2 separate regions of the Pan troglodytes genome follow, and region 1 is linked to region 2. A link is a contact called in public Hi-C data. All regions are on one chromosome and are shown on one strand. The core of a region is the stretch at or near the end of the contact, and the rest is flanking DNA. Distances in the headings are between cores, read along the strand shown. Region 1 overlaps PCCA (propionyl-CoA carboxylase subunit alpha). Region 2 has its middle 14 kb from the start of ZIC2.

What was found. Hi-C and Micro-C count contacts between places; a contact is called where the count stands out from the background.
Region 1: a Hi-C map of induced pluripotent stem cells shows a contact between it and region 2, with 3 times the contacts expected there. The contact joins two enhancer-like sites. A contact is called at or near these places in 3 of 7 Hi-C or Micro-C datasets (induced pluripotent stem cells and stem cell-derived neural progenitor cells) and 1 of 1 other capture datasets (stem cell-derived neural stem cells).

The regions. Positions count from the first base shown.
Region 1 is chr14:106,121,472-106,128,377 of NHGRI_mPanTro3-v2.0_pri, reverse strand. PCCA (propionyl-CoA carboxylase subunit alpha) reads right to left here. Exons shown (of 24, transcript XM_001149000.7): 22 at 103-243. Among named protein-coding and RNA genes, the nearest start is that of GGACT, 76 kb to the left of the region's middle. Within about 2 kb of position 4,822, at least 9 of the 24 cell types and tissues checked have an H3K27ac peak or open chromatin away from gene starts, as enhancers often do. A contact at or near this core is called in induced pluripotent stem cells, where this site is marked.
Region 2 is chr14:105,599,129-105,606,304 of NHGRI_mPanTro3-v2.0_pri, reverse strand. No RefSeq gene overlaps it. Among named protein-coding and RNA genes, the nearest start is that of ZIC2, 14 kb to the right of the region's middle. Within about 2 kb of position 1,719, at least 5 of the 24 cell types and tissues checked have an H3K27ac peak or open chromatin away from gene starts, as enhancers often do. A contact at or near this core is called in induced pluripotent stem cells, where this site is marked.

The DNA of each region.
Region 1 (6,906 bases), core at 3,573-6,072, 520 kb before region 2:
GTAAGAACTGCAAAGAGCCGAATCGTGCTGTGCCGTTAGCCATCGCTTTGGAAGGGGAAGTTGGAGACCAGCATGTCCTGCAGAGACACACACAGCCCTTACCGCATCTCCAGGCTTGACAGAGACGGCCACCACCACTCCGGGCATCGGGGAACGCAGAACACTGCTTGTGTCCTCAGTCACTTTTTCCAGCATAAATTTGTTCAATTCTGCGGCAAGTCTGGTTAAGATATTCACCTTGTACTTAAGGGAAAAACAAAACAAAACCATAAATGAGTTTAAATGAAATTTTCCTCAAAAGTAGCATTCATTCTAAATCAATTTTTAGCTTTTAAATTCAAATTACAGTAAGAGCCTTAAATTCAAATGGTTCTCAATTGCTGCACACATCAAAATATATTTGTTTCTGTCATATATTGAGCTATTTCAGAAAGTTCTTGAAATAAGGGCTATTCCAGTTATTAAAATTAATCATTGATAAGTATCATCCTGTATCTTTAAGAAAAACATCTCAAAACGTTATAAAGAAAACTGAGAACTTTACTTGTATTCCCTTCACCACCTACAAACTTATCCCTATCAAGGAAAATCCCGTGAGCTGGGCAGGCCCAGGGGATGGAGGAGGGGACATGTGGACAGGCGCCAGCAGATGGCAGCAGATGGCTGTTGCAGCTTCCCACAGCCCTCCAAGAGCGGCTGCACTACGTATCGGTAAGTTAAGACAATGGGGTTCAGTGTTCATTTTGGGCAAAATAGTATTTAAAATTCCATTTTTTCAGTGACAGAAAATGTTATATTCATGACTGAAAAAGTTGGCTTTTCTTAAAGGCACTATGTAGTCTTTCTGATGTAACAAGATAGTTAGGAAAAGATGCAAGATAATGAGAATGCCTTCTGCACTGAGAGACAATAACATCAAGATGTTATAAACACTGATGGAAAATACACACAGACAAGTATATTCATGGCACCTTCTGTAGGTGGCTCTCAAACAATCGGGCATATTTAGGGCAGTTCAGTGAAGCAGAACATTTCAAAAAAGAGAATTCCTATCCTCTCCGTGAATAAATCTATGAGCCACAATTTGGTCTATCCAAACAGAAAAAAGATAAAATGGTTTGAGGAAGTGTCTCTTGGTGAAATTGGAACCACCACCCGAAGGTTCTGGATCCCTACCAGGTCTGATTTCTCTTGGGTAAGAAAGAAGCAGCAGTGAGACAGCTCCATTTTGTTCAAACAAACCTGCTGTAACTCAAAGCCTCCTGTGGGCATCATGATGGCAGGGATGCAAAAACAAAATATAATTCCCCCTTTAATTCTGCATGGGGACGGCGGGAATCTCTAAGTGCCTCTTCACAGGGCCTACTGAAAGGGGTGGGGGGAGAGCTTTGATGGCCTAAGTTCCAAGTGGATTTGCGACACTGTGACAGGTTGAATAACATCTTTTGCATGTTTCTTTACTCCTGAGTGTGTGTTTTGCAATCAAGACATAGAAGTGTCTGCCAGTTTCTGAAGGATATGATCCTTAAGTGAAATTACAGTGCAAATAAAAGCTTTTTGCTCCTATTAAAATTCATCTGAGTCATAAGTGGTGAGGGAAAAAGCGAGGAGAGTGCACGCTGCTGTCAGTCTAATAAACATTCTGGGCAGAGGGACTATTTATCAGTGAATTGTACCTCCAAGTCCTTCATTAAATCAATGGGGGAGGGTGTGGAGGGACAGAGAGGACTATAATTGGACCAAATTGCACAGTTTTCCTATCTGTGCTGTCTGCAATGGGGGAAAAAATCCAACTCTGATGACTAGAGGCATCAGAGTCAACAAAAAAGTTACTTTTCTAGTTGGTATCGCCCTGAGCTGCGCTTTCTGTGTGACTGACTTACGACGTGCCTTGTTCAGTTTTCAGTGTAGCACACAGATCTATTTTTTTCTTGTTTTGCAGAATTCGACTTCAAAATATGAAGCCTAAATTCAGGAAAAGTATCTTCCTTCACTGAGAATATGATTTACCACATTTCCCCACAGTGGATATACTCCAAAAACTAAGTTTAGTTATATCACAGATCAGCCTGCATATGAACCAAGTGCTAAGACTGTACTTAGCTTCATTTCTCCCCAGAAATTACAAGATTCTGACGAACACTGGATCCTTTTACTATTTTTATAATTTTCATCTTTCAGATTCCTTTCTCTGTAGGACTCCTGCTTTGCTTGGAAAGAGATGTAAAAGAGTCACAAACTCAATGCCTTTAGATGCAGTCTTTGTTACTGATGAGATGTTCCTTTTCCTTTTGTATTTGTTTATTGTTCTTAAATCTGTTTGGGGGATAAGTGACTTATTGTAATAGCAAGTAAAAAATAACAACGGGGTAAACTCCTCCAGAGAGGCCTTGGTGCAAATAGTTGGTTTAGAAATGACCTTTCTGAATATAAAAAGAGAAGACAGAGAGAGATTCTCTTTTTAAGATTACCTTTGATGTTGTCCTGAGCCCGTGAGTGTACCACACAAACACGCCTTCTTAAAACAACCTCTCAGCTGGCCTGTGCTGTGCTGCACAGGGCGCGTGCCGGGATGGGGCCCAAGCGGGGTGCAGCATATGGGCCCATCAGAATGAACTGCCTGGTGAGAACCGTAAAAGCTTTTTGATGCCCCAGAAAAGAAGTCATTTAAGAATGTACACCAGGGCCTTCCAAGCTTCTGATCAAAACTGCTATTTACTAGCATCTCTGGATTCTTTGGGGGCACAGAGAGCCAATGCTTTGTGAGACTTCAGGAATGTGCCCCTACCTGGACCGTGGGGTACAAGCTCGGTTTCACCGTGGGCATTTAACTATTCCTCAAGGGTTGTGCGAAACTCCCTTAGAGAGTTTTGATTTTAAGTTTTTGTGGTTGTTTTCAAGAAGATAAATCACAAAGTTGATGTTTGAGGGTAGGAATCCAAGACTCTGAAGGCTTGTGGACAGGACAGAGTAGTAGGATCCCAGAAGCAGCCAGGTTTTCCCGCTGCCTGGGTAGGATGAGGGAACATGCCAGCGTGGGTGACAGGCAGCTGCCTGTGGGTGGGGCTGGGCTGCCATGGAGCCGGAAGATGACTCGCTCCAGTGAGCTCGGGGCTGGTCAGTGCGTGGAACTTCACTCCGCTGGCTTAGGAAGGTGTTCTCCAGACCACACAGCCAAATGAAAAAAAATGTTCTTGAAAAACAGCTCACCACGTAAGTGAGAACAGAACAGTTGCTCTCTGGCTTGGCCTGGTGGGACTCCTCAACCCACACACGACAGTAATGGGAGGGAATGAGGTGTTATCTAATGACTCAATGACGGAAAGGTGACCCGAGCCCGGGTCTCTAAGCAAATTAATTTTATGGCCTCTACAGTGTGAAACCATGTCTAACAAGAAAATTTCTCCCAAAAGTTTAAAAGAAAGAAAGAAAAGGGATCACAGCTGACATGAAAGGGTCAGGAGGAAGGCCACAAGAGCTGGACAATGACAAGAAACACCAGTGGGATTGTTTTTAAAACTGACACGCAGCTCTTCCGGGGACCTAATGAAAGCCTGGGGGCTGAGAGTGGTTGCTGCAGCAGGAGGCGGCGGCTAGTCACAGTCTGGGTGAGAGAGGGATGTTATCACTGGACCTCATTAAGAAAAGCATCCTGCAACTGGGCATGTATGCCTGCACCCCAGCACCCCAGAAATCAGCACCCCAAAGACAGCAAAGAATGACCCACTTTGAGACACACTCCACTTTCACGGATACACAGAATACCACCCTGGAGGCTTCTGTATTTGTAGAGTACATGCACCTCCTTACAGCATTAAATCCACCCACTTTTTTCCACAGCCTGTAGAAGTAGCAGTAATGTAATTCTGCAGACCCCATGCGCTAAATGTTGCAATGATCCCGAGGTCTGCGGCTGCTCCCAAGGTGAGCGCTTGCAGTTTGCTGTACCGTTTTCAGCTGTGATTTCAAAGCCTCCAGTGCCACTGTCAACCTCCGTTCCTCTTCAAGTGGGCTCACTTCCAGTTTCCATTTATAAGTCATTCTTCCAGTAACAGCTAGGACACGTACAGTTGACTGACTGTTAATGTTCTTTCATGTCCTCAACTGTTGGCCATCTCAGTCAATACCAACTCAAGGGCAGGTGCTATCTTTGACTGTAAATCACTGTGCATCAGCTATCTTGAAGCACTAGCCAAATACTGTCCATGCACCCCTCACTAAGTAAGGAGGCAGACACTTCTTCAAAGATTAGGCTCTCTTCCTAGTCAAGGTTTTACACCTTCTGGCCCCAAAGGTCTCCAACATTAAGCTCTGTCTTCATTTCCGCAGCGTGGCAGTGAGAGCAACACTCAAATATTCCCCTAAAGGTCTACTGTCCTAACTCAGAGCTGGGGAAATAGTGTCAGTGTTTTTAAAGTGATGGAAAGCGCGAAATGCAAAAGTGATGCATCTTTAAAAACACTGGCGTGGCTGAAAAGCAGAGAAAAACTAGATATGAATTAAAACAGTTCAGTGGAATGAGACTTGAAATTCAACCACGTTCTACTCTCCTAAATTCTTTGTAGGGTACACAATTATCACTTGAGGAAAAGCAGAGCAAGGTTCGGAGCCATACAAAATAATTTCCCTCTACTTCTGCCCAGGGCCCAATCGCCTGATATCTGAGCTACACCACCACCACCACAAATCTCCAAGACACAACAGTGACAATACACAGAATTGAAGCCTACGGCCGTCCTTCCTTTGGAGGTGCAGCCCAGGCAAAGGAGCGGACATGGACAGGCAGCAGCTAAGGCGCAGGGCCAACCACAGCCTCCTACAGCTGCAGTCGCTGGAGCAGCCTGTTAGCATAATGCTGTGACAACTCCATCAGTGCAGTCTCAAGGTAGCTGTCAATCAGGATGCATCATTTAATCCAACAGCACTCGGAGGACTTTCTCCTACAACCCACATGACAGCATATCTACAGCTCTATTTATATCAGCGCCCAGTTGTGTTTACAATGTTGTTGTAATTAGAAAAGATGCAACAGGCAGCAATATTATTGAGATTTCCATTTTGTAGTACTGCCCTGTAAAGTGTGATCTTGCTTCACAGAGTCATGCTAAATGACAAAAGGCTATTTTCTTCAATCTCCCAGCTCAGACAGCACTTCATTTGCAGCTATCTATAATTAGATTAATGGTGTAGTGTGGTACAAAGCAGGCCCACTTCACATCAGATAGCATATGAATTAGGACAAACACTTATTTCAATTCCAGGCAGAGAAAGCAATGACTGGGGTATTTAGCATACCCTTTATGGTGGAATGAGATGTTAATTGTGTACCATTACCTCTAAACTGCTTGCTTGTTGTATAAATCACTGTGCTAATTGATGCAGAGATAGAAATGTAGCCACAGGCGAGAAAGCAAAGGAATGAGAGCTGAAGATGGTGGATAAAGGATTATCGAGTAAAACCATATGGAGATGAGGTTCCTTTGAAACCTTTGCTTTCTGCCCATGAGCAGGATTTCTTCATATACAGCAAAACTCTGATACAAGAAAAATTAATTTTACATTCCTTTTTAAAAACACAAATTCCTTGTAGAAGTTCCGGCTGCCAGAAATCCAAATAATAGGTATGTGGAATTCATCTTAATATACATCTATAAAAACATGGAATGTGTAGTTTTCAATAGTCAGAGCTCCTCATCTGGGTTTTCGGCTCATGGGTTAATAAATAACACTTGTAAACTATACCTGAAGCAGATGTTTCTGACCCATCCACAGGGCAAAAACAAATTCTTTCCCAAGGCTTGAAGTTGTTCTTTTAGACAAAAAAAAAAAAAAAAAAAAAAAAACACAAAACACAAAACAAAAAACCCACACCACCACTATGCTGGCTTAGTCTGTTATAGACTCTAATTGTGTAGAAACATTTATTCAGGATGTGAATCCAACAGAACAGAATCATTTTCATCTACCATTAAAACAACGATTTTAACACCATCACCCAAACACTGAAATCTGACTATTCCAACTTGAGATATTCTTCCTTGTTTTTCTAAAGCTAGCAAAAAATAAAAAATAAACAGAAGCAAGTAGTAATTTAAAAGCTTCCGTTTTAAAATCTCTGAATGTTACTCTTCCCTTTTAAAATGTCTTGTTCTGCACTCAACAACTCTTAATAGGGTAAAAACGAGTGTCTCAAAAGCGCACATATAGAAATCAAATGTTATGTCCCACAAGTCAAACCGTCCGTGATCCACAGATAAACGTGCCCCTGGAAGTTCATCATCAAGTCCATGTGTCCTGAGTACATGCTCACGTTTTCTCACTAGCAAGGCAACACTGAGGCGCAGATTAGTGCTGTGGACCTTCTCACAAATTCAGCTGCTTAGTAATTAGCACTGTTACAACATTTTACGCAGAGAACAAACGCATAGGGTCAGTTAGCAGCTCCAGTTCTCAGCGTCACGGTAACAGTTAACATATCCGTCTACTGGCAAGTGCACATTTGAGAAACACTGTATCTTTCAGCGTTGTGAAATATGAACACCACACTAACTTGCAAGAAAATAAAACAATGTTTCAAGAAACTAGAAAGTCTAGTTCAAGTTACCAGGACTGAAACTTGGGAGGGGAAAGTCCAGAGCTGCTTTTTTGGGGGCCACAGCTGTCACCTTTCACTGTACAGAGTGGCCCTTATTATACGTCTGACTGCTGAACTAAGGACACCTGGATCGCAACTACAAGCGTTTACGGCTTAGGTTATTATGCTAAATAATATTAAAAACAAACAAAATCCACAAAGAAACATCAAGGACTCTCAGGATGGAAACCAACGTCAGCACAATAAATAGCGTGAACCCCCCACCCCAAGCATCAAGGCAACATAAATAGAAAGGAGAAAAGATGTGGCAA
Region 2 (7,176 bases), core at 470-2,969:
TTTTGTGGCCCAGATCTCAAATTAAAGCCCAGACCTCAACCCTCTTACTGTCTTTTTTTGCCAGAAGCAGCACTAACCCTCATTCTAACAAGGAGGGAGGGATGTCATAGCAATGTCACAGCAGCAGACACTTTGAGGGAGAAAGACCAGAAAGGAAAAATGGAGAAAGGATAGGAGGCTGAAAGGAAAAGACAGAAAAACAACTCCAGGGCTGGGCACGGTGGCTCATGCCAGTAATCCCAGCATTTTGGGAGGCTGAGGCGGGTGGATCACCTGAGGTCAGGAGTTCTAGACCAGCCTGGCCAACATGGTGAAACTGTCTCTCTTCTAAAAATACAAAAGTTAGCCAGGTGTGGTGTCGGGTGCCTGTAGTTCCAACAACTCGGGAGGCTGAGGCAGGAGAATCATTTAAACCAGGGAGGCAGAGGTTGCAGTGAGCCGAGATTGAGCCACTATATACACTCCAGTCTGGGCGACAGAGTGAGACCTCCGTCTCAAAAAATAAAAATAAAAAATAAGAAAAGGAACTCCAAAATACTGAGTTGAGTATAGACGCTCTAGTATAGAAACTGCAGACCACTGGACCGTCTCTCACGAACTGGTCAAACTCCTCCTGGGCTTTCCTAGACAGGGGTGGGGACAGACTCACGGGGCTGAGCTGAGGACAGAGCCCCACCAGGCGCTGTCAGGGCAGTTTCCCGACCACACGTCCCTGTCCAAAAACAACCGCACAGCAAATGTGGCTGTGCCAAGTCCTTCAGGTATCAGTTAAATCTCCTCCTCTTCTGTATGAATTTGTATTATTTATAAGACACTTGACACACGTTTAAACACTTACATTGCTCCTGCGACTCAGGAAATAGGGCTTGTTCAGCTGAGGGAAAAAAAGCATGTAATGAGGGAGTTAACAAGGGCTGATATATTTTTACAACATTCTTTAAAAACTGAAAAACCTCTTTAAACACCAGGAACAGCTTAAATAATTCACTGTAGGCCTAAGGGGCCCCTGTGGACGTTTCCCCCGCGGGTCCCTTTCTGGCCTCGGCCTCCCCGACTGTCATCCGCCAAGGTGGGCCCGGAGGGCGACGGACTCCAGGCCTCGGTCTCAGCGGTCCTCCGGCTTCCGGGACCCACAGGGGCCCTGGGCTGGGTGGGGGCCAGCCGGACCTGGGGAGGCCGGACCCCGGAAGTGGGTCGAGGCGGGCCGTGCCTTTTGACCCCTGGGTGCGCGGAAAGTCGGTAGCAGGCGGAAGTGCGGCCCTCGAGGCGGTCGCGGCCTGTCGGGGCTTGGAGCGAATGGCTCCAAGGCCGCAGGCTGGGCCTGGGCCGCAGCCGTGGGAAGTCGACGATGCCTGAGGCGCTCTGTCCTCGGCCCACCCTAGGAACTTGTATGACCGCAGGAAAGGATCAGGAGAGGCCGCTGCCCGTCTCCCACCGGCTCTAGGCTCCCTCGGCCGACCGATGTGGGGAAGGGGAAGGGGCCCGCGCCGAGGCTCTAGGGGCGGCTCCTAGGCCGGGTTCTCTGACTTAAGGCCCTCTTGGCTGTGGTTTTGCGGGAGTGAGTTGAGGGAGCTGCATTCACTCAAGTCCCTCACATGCCCGAGGGCCCGGGAATCGTGAAGCCGGGCCTGCGGACCCGGTGAGAGGAAGGAGTGCGAAGCGCGGCCGCCGTGCTCGGCCGGCGCCGGGCTAGGTCGGGCGGTGGGGACCGCGCCGGCGTAGGACAACGCGGTGGAGGGAAGCACCTGCCCCCGCCCACCTTGACTCAGGGCCGCCGCGCCCCTCCTGGGCCATCCGCGCGGGGGTCTCAGGATGGCGAAACCCGGGCCCTCGAGTGCTCCCCTGCCAGGGTGCGACCTAGGTACCCTTTATCGAGCCCCACTCCCCAAGGCAGAGAGAGTTCGACGTTCCCAAGGAGGGAGTCTCCATGGAGGAATTCGTCCTGCTTCACTTCCAGAGTTGAAAGCCCGTCGGTTCTGCAAAGAGGAGCAGTCGGGCGCGGGCTAGCAAGCAGCTGATGAAAATAATTGTCCTCGCACACACAGCCCTGCGCCCAGGGGCGCGCGTGCGCGCACGCACACACACACACACAACTTGCCTCCTCTAGCAGCCCAACCTTAATATTCCGGGCATGCAGTTTTCAACAACTTGCCTGACACAATAACAAAGACATTTAAATGCCACGACGCAGACTTCACTTTTTAACCTGCTGAGAGGAGCTACTTTCAAAGCTTCCCCACCGCGAATAAACTGACAAAAAATATGGGGTGCACTTATAAATTAAACACCTTACCCTCAAAGCAACATACGTTAATCAGGTTTCTAAGGCAATAGCCATCTCTGTCTTTTCCTATTCACCCAAATAATGCCCCCAGAAGGAACCCCTTTACACAAGAGAGAACTGGGAAAAAAAATGAATTATACCCATTGCTAGTAAAAAATCATCTTAAATCAATAGAGCACCACTTGAACTTGAGTTTCTATTGTTTCACTGAATCATCAATGTTTTTAATTAAACAGAGCTACCCTTTCTGTTAAAACATTACATAAAAGGGTTAGGTTTCTACTTTTGTTGAGGCAGCTGGCGTTTGTTGGCTGTTGTGTTTGAGCAACAGACTGTTCAATGGAAGCGAGAAATAGCTCAACGCGCTCTTAATAGACCTGTTTCAACAATGTACCTTGAAAAGGAATACATTGTGTTATTGTGTTAGTTTGCTACAAACCTATTAAAAGAAAAATAGCATCCATCAGGTCTAACAAAACGCATTTGTATTATACGTACTTATCTGCTTCAAATACACGTCTTGGCACAATGTCTAGAATTCAACTAGATCATCAGGAGCTGGGCAGAAGAACACATACCAGTTAGGTAATGATACACGGGCTAAAAATAATAATAAAGGAAGGACTAAGCAGACGGTAATTGCTACTTTTTTGTGTATCATGAGAAATAACAGGCAACCCTACTTCAATTAAAAATATATTGCAAAAGTGTGAACTCCTACGACAAAAACAATTTAAAAAATATTTGTAGCATGGGAATATTGATCCATATCCCATATTTGGAACGAATCTGATACACTTTCGATAGGAATTTGTTTCAGAGAAGGATTCAGGGCAGAAGCGATGCATTTTTAAAGCAGAATTAAAACAGCGCAAAGAGCCCGGCTCTTTAGGGAAATGCGCGAAACAAACAAATCGAAAGCAAGCGTTCCAGCCAAGAGGTTGGGGAGCACCGTTGTCTGGCACTAGGAAAGGAAGTGCTTCTTGAAAGTGCTCTCTTAAAAATGATTTTCCAGACTTATTTTATTGCATTTTAATCACAAAGTGAAACTTAAAGCAAAGAAACAGGACATTCCCGCTACCGAACAGAACCTATCGTCTATTGCAGGAATGACTGCCACTTGGACCACAGACCTTTAGAAAAAACAGAGAGGCAAATGATTAGGCTAATTTAACGCGGAGATCTGCTTAGCAGAAAAGACACCCAAAGTAGCATCTGTCAGAGGAAAACATCTTTTGCTTCCACACAAGGCACTCGACTTGGTTTCCAACCTTGAGTCCTCAACATTCAACTTTCAAGTGCAACAATGTTGGAGGCACAAGAGAATAGTAGATTACCTACAAGTGAACACAATTGTACAGAAAAGAGACTTACATAAGTTACAATGGCACCCTATGTGAGATATCTACTTTAACAAATATGTAGAGCAATATTTTGCCCAATAAAGTCAATCATTTGTTACATTTTTGAATAAGTAAATTATCACATGAAGATTTAGAAAAATGTTACCCTGAAACATTAAACGATAGTTTTGCCATATTACAAAATAGCTATTTTAAACTTTTGTATAAGGCATTTGAAGCCAAATGGCTGATATAACTGTTCTCTTCAGCTGGAACATTTTTTTTCTTCTCAAGAAGGGTGTGTGTGAATGATGCGTGTGCATACTGGAGGTAGTTGAGAAGAATTTGATTAATACATAAGACTTTTCACTAATGTCTCCCCTCTAATCCAAATTTACTTTTTAAATTAATTCACTTGGATTTAAAAACAGAAATGAGATAATAAACCACAAATTACACATTATAAAAATTAGTTTCTCAAATGTATATGATTTTTGGAAGAGTGCATTTTCAAGGTGAGAATTTTTGATGTGTCTGATAATCTGCCAGATATGAGAGGAATGTCACAATAAAATTGGTTTTGCCATGATATGAAATGTTGTTGCTGAAGCTTTATAAAGTCTTTGATTTACATTTAGAACTTTTAGAAATATTTGTGTGTCTGAAGTTGAACTACCTAGAGGGAAATATTCAATCCATTTTAATTTCAAGAGATTGTTCAAATAAACAAAGAATCACCAATGATATCATTTGAAAACCCAGCAAAGGAAGAAGTGTATTTTAGAGGAAGACTGTAATCTGATTCTTTGTTTTGTTCTTGGTCTTTAAAATCCTTGATTCTCCACTTTCGCAAAGAATTTTCAGTAGTATATGAAAGCCAAATATTTTTATTGATCTAAAGTTTAAAAAAGTCCACATAGTATGTACTATAATTTGTCTCCCTTTAAACAATAGGAAGAGTATTATTAGATTACTAGATTACTTTCTATATCCCTCCCAAATTGTTCCTAGAAAGAAACTTCTGATCTGTTAATTTATCATCACTAATATCTAAAAATGTTTTAACCAATCAAATCATAAAAATATTTTTACTGCCATTGATCTTAAGCAGCATCTAATTTGAAAGATTTTACAGAGTACATTTTCAAAGCATCAAGCATCTTTACAGTTTCTTGGTCTGCCTTCAGTAGGTAAATGAGTATCATTTCAGATTTCCTTTCAGCTTCTTTTGCCTTTTAATTCACAAGTATAGAAAATAAGAGAGGTTAATGTTTTTAAACATTTCTGCTACACGCGATTATTTCAGTGCCATTCTCTGGTGTTGTGTCTGAAAAACGGGTGGCCGAGCCCGCTGCCCGCAGCGCCAGACATTCAGCCGGATCCACCCCTGGGCACAGTCATCAGGGGAAAGAGATCCAGCTTCCAAACTTGATTAAAAACAACCCAACAATTTCTGCCCCGTTAAAGAACTGTGTGATTGGAGAAGCTGAGTAAATTGCCTCAGAGAGGAGGTGGCTGAGGTCTATGTCTCTTTCAAGTGGGAGCATCGAGAAGCTGAAATATGCAGTTAGACAGTGTGCTGCAGAAGGGCAGCTTGTCCACCAAAATCTGCAGTTAAGGTCCACTTTACAGGATTTAGGTGCTGAGATGGAGTGATTCTCCCTTATAATTTTTTCACCTTAATTTGAAAGGAAAAAGAAAACACACACACATGCCAAAGACCCACAGAGATGCTTAGGAATTGTTAACTTATTTCTGAGTTACTGAGACCTTTTGTTTTCTATTTAGAAAATATTTCAAAATATACTTCTCCCCTGAAAGTTACAATCTGAAAGATATAATTACAAGAAAAACACTAAGAGGGGAAAAATGAAGTAGGAATGAGGAGTGTGTAGGTTGGTGAATAAAATACATAACTGTCAGCATCTTTTTAATGATACATTGTTGTTGTTGTTTGGTTTGTGATATTTTTTATAGTAAAAACTAGACATCCAAACAGGAATCCAAATATGAATGGAAGTGGGAGGTTTTCTGGTGTGTTTCAACACTAAAACGAACACTATGTCTCTATGTGTCTGTGTGTTCTCCTTCAATTCATTTTTTTTACCCCAGAAAGTGGTGCAATTTGTTACTTTTTTTGTGGGCACAGGAGGAGGAAAATATGATACATTTGGGGATTTTTCAGTAGAGCTGTGTTTAGTTTTAATTTTCCTGTATTTTAAAATAAACACTTTGACCAAAGCATGTTTGATCTTTGCAAGAAGGAAGTATACATTGTGAAGGAATGTGCAGCGGTTGGGTATGAAAATGGGGTTGTGACTCACAGCTGCAGGCAGAAAAAAAAAGGCGTCGTGGTGTCAGCCAGAGGTGTTCAGTCTAATAATTCAAGCTGTAAACTGCATCCCCTAAAATTACCTACATAATAAATCATTGTGCAAAGAAAAAAAAAGTTTGGACTGAAAAGTGTAAGTGAAACAGAATCCTCAGGAGACTTCAATGCTGGGACCTATTGACAATGAAGTGAAATACAGGCTTATTTTGTTCAAAACTTTAAGGATCAGAATAATGGAAATTTCTCTAGCACAACTGATTTTTTTTTTCTGGCTTGGGTTTCAACGCATTTCTACCTAGTCTGTCACAAAAATGGGCTTATATATTTCTCTCCTGATCACACAGCCAAAACTGCTTTATAGAATTTACAGTCGACTTAATGCAGTTTCAAGAAAAAGCTCACTCAAGAATAGCTTTATTTTTATAAAAGTGATTATACGTAAGTTATCAAATGCATATCAAGAATGGAGGCAGAAATCTTTCTGACAATTCTTTTAGATTCCTGTCTCATATTACAATGTTGCTTGTAGGTACCAAAGAAACCACAAAATTTGTGTAACGTGGTAAATTAGCTTGCCTAAGAATTCACTGCTAGGTTGAAATACTTAGACACTGCGGTTGGCAAAGCCAGTGCCAAGTCCTGGAGACTTGAGAAACGTGAACGTTTGGGGAAAGAATGCACCGTTTGGAGTAGAAAGGAGCTCCGTGGCGGGAGAAAAGATGAAATTGTCAAGAGGAAGTTTAAAGGCCAAGGACACACGAAGTCTTTGAAACAATAAGGGTGAAGAAGTCAAGAAGCAGACTCGCCAAAGCCATATTGAAACAATTTATTTTATAGGATCCCTATATTTCCATAATTAGTAAACAGAGCCACACTGGAAACACGGGCTGTGGGCTCTCGAGCTCACACGGGCCTCTCGAAGAGGAGAAAGTCAAGTTGTCACGGGTCTCTTTCGCCTGGGTATTTCACAGGAAAATACAAGGAGGCGGGAGGCCCGAGAAAGCTGACTCCAGCGAAGTTTGCAATAAGGATTAACTGGAGAAAGGAAGTCCACAGCAATTAAAACCCCTACCCTGGCTCATTAGTATTCATGACTGAATGTCCAGCTTTTCTGTTTATCTTTCTCCCAGGATCAATATCGGAGCAGCGTGGGCCTGGGAGGAGCCCAAGTTGGGCCCGGCGTGCGCCTGACCTTTCGCGCCCTCCCTCCAGGTCAG